Linked DNA regions of Zea mays: region 2 is linked to region 1. A link is a contact called in public Hi-C data. All regions are on one chromosome and are shown on one strand. The core of a region is the stretch at or near the end of the contact, and the rest is flanking DNA. Distances in the headings are between cores, read along the strand shown.

The links. A called contact is a pair of places that touch in the nucleus more often than the background predicts.
Region 2: a contact with region 1 is called in a Hi-C map of bundle sheath, with 3 times the contacts expected there. The contact joins the promoter of LOC100276637 here to the promoter of LOC100304358 in region 1. A contact is called at or near these places in 2 of 25 Hi-C or Micro-C datasets (bundle sheath and ear).

What each region holds. Positions count from the first base shown.
Region 1 is chr9:89,408,355-89,411,025 of Zm-B73-REFERENCE-NAM-5.0, reverse strand. LOC100304358 reads right to left here and starts at 1,339. Exons shown (of 4, transcript NM_001165796.1): 1 at 1,143-1,339; 2 at 90-741. The coding sequence starts at 713.
Region 2 is chr9:89,568,885-89,571,555 of Zm-B73-REFERENCE-NAM-5.0, reverse strand. It overlaps LOC100276637, which reads left to right and starts at 1,358. Exons shown (of 1, transcript NM_001150375.2): 1 at 1,358-2,329. The coding sequence starts at 1,610. The coding sequence ends at 2,017.

The DNA.
Region 1 (2,671 bases), core at 90-2,589:
ACAAAGTGGCATCACATGATAGAACTTTAAGCAACATGTCCTTCAGGACATTGAATTGTTATATTAAATAAAAAAAGGAAGTAATTTACCTCAATTGCTTTGCTTGGCGCAACTCGGATAACATTGACAAGATTCCCACGGAAAAGCCCAGTCCACCCCTCAGTGTTCATGATTGACTGGAACACCTCTGTCATGGAGTCACCGTTGCTCCCAACCATCAAGTGAGTCCTGATCGTCTCCAGTGGTGCCACACAAGTCCTGGAAACAGCACCTGCAATAGCTCCACTAACCAGCCTCCTCAAATGTGGGTTCCCAATCTTAATTTTCAGCTGCAGCCCACGTTTCTTGGCTGCCTTCTTTGCCTTAGCATCCACCACCTCCTCCACTGACTCCGCTTCAGTGCTAATAACCTGGTACCCAACTGCCTCAGACACGTACTTCATACAATGATCAGTGAATGGAATCTTAATATCCTTGTCACCCGGTCCGGGCGCCACTGCTGGGGCACCTGTCGACACTTTAAGACCCACGCTAGCAAACAGGCCGCCATGAGAAGGTCCAGATCCTTGCAGACTCAGAGAGAAACCCTTGTCTTCATGTGAATCCCAAGGGAACCGGAGCTCTGGTAGCTGAATAGACCAGCCCTGCTTCTTCTCCATGGGTAATATGCTGTTCTTGCTCCTCGCAGTCATCGCCACCATCATTGCCGCCATTTTTCTTAGAAAATAGCTTTGGCTCAACCTGCAGGACACACATTGGAGGCTCAGGCTTTCAGCTGCGGTGCACTGACGGCCACAACAAGGGGTATATTCTCAGCCACCAATTCCAAAAGCTTGACACCGTTGGTTCTAAATAAGAAGAGCTCGGCACTATGAATGAAGAATACCACCTACCCTCCCCACTAGAAAATAGCAGACAAAGATGGCCCAAGATTTGTTATTTATGATGGACCAATCCGACATCACGACTTAACACAACGAGCCCGGGGACAGATGCAGTGAACCTAGGCCTCCCCGCTCCGCTGACATCAGCCCGGACCAAACGAATCTATCCTAAGCAAGACCACCAAACCCATTCGCCCGACCCGATAAGCACCCTACGGCACCAGCGCCGGCGCGTCGAGGAGACGAAGCGAAAGATACCTCCGGGCTGAAGCCGCTTGGGAATCCCGAATTTGACGCCGCTCCTACCCGTGGCAGCGCGGTGCGGAGTAAGCCTGGTGGTGAGCCGGAGGAGGGAGGCCGGCGGCTTCTTGCTCCTCCCCCCGCCTTGCGCTGCGCTCCGAACTCGGCGGGACAGGAGGGGTGGCGCTGTGCTGCCGCCTTTTTGTGAGGGGAGGGAGGCGGAGGGGAAAGCCCAATCCGCTACCCTTTTTGGGAGGTTGGTTCGCAGGGGACCCAGGGGGTTATGGCGCACCAACTCGAGGGCAGTTTCGGGTATTCACCGAGGATTTTTAGGGTGCGTGGATGCGCGTCACGGCCGAGGGCCGACCGGCTGGGATTGGCGTTTACTGGTCCGCCCTGCTCTGCTCTGGTTGGGTTGGACCGTTGGACGCTGGTTCTAGACCGCGCGTGCAGCTGTGGGCCGTCGGTACATGGGCCTCTCGTTCCAAAACCTGGATCCATGGTAAGAACCTGTTCGAAGATTGACGATTGTTTTGCTGGAATTTCCATTGCATTGCACGAATTCATTCATATACATCAACGTATCTTGCATTCATGCTGATTGCATCTTACATGTTTTGCATGTGTCAATTTTAAAACGTGATTATACATCCACTAGAATGTTTTTTTAAAAAAAAAATAATTGAATGTTTTACTACAGTTTTGAGAGTTTAGAGGCAAATAAAGGTATCTGGTTCGAAATTCAAGAAGCAAACAAAAAAATCATATAGCGGCAATCGAAGATAAACTATAGTATTTTTTCCTAGAAATTAACGAGACGAGAAAGCTTTTTGTTTTTTGGGCGTGTCGAACTTTCAAAGTATACGGCCAGACAGTCGGTATCCTCGTGGAAGACTAGGAGGAGCCATGTGATTCTGACTTTGCCTCGGAACGGAGGCACGTTTTTGTCGGAGCGGAGTACGAAGGTCAGAGTGAGCTATGACGATGGACGCGACCGTATGCGTGGGCGGAGTACGTCATTCCTTTCGTGTTTCGTCATTCCTTTCATGATGCGTGTGCCGTCGCCATCGACCTCTGCAGGTCGAATTCCATCGATGGCAACGAGAAGCAACCAACGGCAGCTCCGCGGCTGAATCAGCTGGGCCACCGTGCACCTGTACCTGTCCTCGCAGTGCATTACACGAGTTTACCGCCGAAGGAAATGTCAGAAGAACTCAATGGTGTGTGTGCGTGTGCGTGTGGTTGGCGCTGCATTATTAGCTATCGTCAAATCAAAACCCGTGGCACCGTGTTAATCAAAGAGCAGGACTCAAACAGACGACGGCCGCATGCAAGATCCTTCGATCTTGAATTTCACTGTGTGCAAGATGTTTAATGCTAGGCATACGACCAAGATCAATCATAAACATCGGATTGCAGTATTTTTGAACTTGCATCGTCGTAATATACGCATGAATGACCACCATTCAACTACTGTAATGATATCATCACATGACCCTATACCAGGTGCTATTCATCACATCGTCGTAATATAAGTATTTTTGGAT
Region 2 (2,671 bases), core at 109-2,608, 160 kb before region 1:
GATGCAAGATATCCCAAGTAATATTTTCTGTAGGACTTGTGTCTTTAGGTGAACCAAAAGTGAAGCTGTGTGACAATCAATATCAGCTGTTACGAAGAGACAGTGACAGCGTAACTGATACCATGCATAAGAAGCACGAAGTAGTTTTGTGGCCTAACAAACCAATTATGTGGTCCAATCCAAGAGCCTAATTATGTGGGGACCGTGCTGGCAGTTCGGCAACTTTTGTTTGTATATGGCCAACTAAACCTATTTCACATATGTGATTCGATGTTTATGTAGTTGCTTGGATCTTGGGGTTTTGGGAGTCTGTACTCCTGCCTCCGCTACCTCAAATCCATGCCGCGCTGCACCTACTCTGTTTCCAATGAAAGAGTTTTCTGTTGCGTCTGCACTGAGGACTGGTCATGGCATTAACAGGGTCAGATGGTAGGCGATAATTTCCATTGGTCAGGCGGTAGTTGCGTCCAGAGAGATCTCTTGACACTTATTTAGGACCAATCCCTGTTCCATCTCTAGTGTGTCTTTTGTTATTTGTTGTGAAGTCTTCACTATTTAGCAGTATGCATGTTGTCAAGGTGTTGGCAGCATATGGGAATATGGACAGCTTTGTAGCAGCGGGGGTATGAAGCAACAGAAATGCTTGTGGAGTACCAGAAGTGAGATTAGCAGAGACGTAAGAGGATGGGAGATGCAAGAAAAGAACAAGACAATGATAAATGGTACTTTATATGTCAGATCTTTTTGTACTATGGTGGTCTTTGTTTTCCTCTCACCTCTATAAAGTTGTTTGGCTGTCAACTGATAGTCTGGTACCAAGAGCTGTGCACAATTTCCGTTTGCCTTCGTCTCTCTCTCTCTCCCCCTGAGCCCCCTCTCGAGCCTGGACTTTTTCTTCACCTGTACTGGTCCATCATTAGCCAAATCTGGGTAGAGAGATGATCAGCACCAGAGGTTTGTAATCAATCTCTGTTGGATAGATACGTTTAACGTTCTCAAGCCGACACATATCATACACCTTAGATCTTAACGAGGCTCATGTTCTATCAATTATATCATCACGTCATTGTCAAACTTTACGGTGGAATGTAAAACTGTTGAAGAATGCATGCATGCTTTCTGGGCAATCGTTTGCCACCTGTAGTGCGTTTGGTGGTGCGCATCTATCTGCTTCCGTGCACTTGTCTTCTCTTCCTCCACATGCTCACGGCGTGAAGTAGTAAAACCTGTAGCATGTGCTGCGAAAATAGAAAAAAGCATGTGCAAGTGTAATATTTTATTCTGATGAGTTCTTGTATATGCTGTCTACACGCAGGTTAAATATTAATAACCCCTGCAGAACCCAGTTGCTTACTGGAAAACAGGCCCAGCCACCACCTTTCCATGGCACTGGCACCGGTTGTTGACTGCTCTGCTGCCTGCACACTAATGGCGGTCTCTGTCCGTCTACATATATAACACAGAGGGGGCCGCTGCAGGAGCGGGCGCGGAGCAACACCGTCCAGTCCATCACTGCCCTTTGTTCTCCTCCACAGTCGCAGACAAAGCTGGTTCGTCTCGCGGAGAGGGGAAGCCGGGAAGGTGGATAGGCGGCACCCACCCATCACCCATGGCTGGGTTGCAAAGATCGGCGACCACGTTCAGACGGTCCGGCTCGTCGGGCCTGGTCTGGGACGAGCGTTTCCTGACCGAGGCCGACGCCGAGGCGAAGGCCGGCGCCGCGGAGGATGCCGAGCAGCCGGAGCTCCGGCACTCGAGGAGCGTCGGCATGCTGCGCCGTGCGGGCGGCGGTGGAGACAGCCGCAGCAAGAAGGGCAAGGAGAGTAGGCAGAAGCAGGCGGAGTCGGCGCGGCGCAGCAACCAGCAGGTGTTCCGGACCAAGGACGTGGCCCCGGACATGGATCCCCCCTCGCCGAGGGTGTCCGGCTGCGCCTTCTGCGCCGTCTTCCGCGGGGGCTCTGGCGGTACTGGCCGCAGGGCACAGGCACGCCGCCGGTCCAAGCCCAGGAAGAAGTGACGGCGTAGCAACACGTACGTACGTGCGGTACGTTGTTGTTTGTGCCATCTGTAAAGTCCGGGCCATGGTTGTTCGTGCGTGTACATGTTTACTATACTAAATACTAGGGTCATATATAGATGAGCTTGCTACTCGGTAATCGGTATACGTACGCCATTATTTAGTTCAGGATAGTTCCTCCTTTTTTGGGTCGGTCGGTTGGTTTCTTGATCCAGATCCATGCTTTTGAGGTTTGGGCGACGGTTAGATGTTACTTGTCTACTATATATGCAGCAGCTATTTATGAGATCTGGGGCTGTTGTTCTTGTTCTTACTAGCTTGGTGCAACTTTTTCGCTTGGGTTCTGCCGCTGGTCCTTCGGGAAGCGCATGTGGTTTTGGTTTTGAAACTGGGAGGGAAGCAGGGTGGAGCGACGATGAATTGGTCCGTGATGCGGCTGAACTGGGAGGGCAGACAGGCAGGCTGGTGGTGGCAGATGGGATGAGCGGCGATAATTCAGAGTGCTAATTACTAGCAAGTTGGTGAGCGACATGATTGCGCTGTGGAGGTGGATGGACATAGTGACGGCCATCCACGCCGACGTCGACGTGGGATGTGAATGTATATCCCGATTCAGTCCTGCTTTCACACGGCCGGGGACGACGCCCGTCTCGT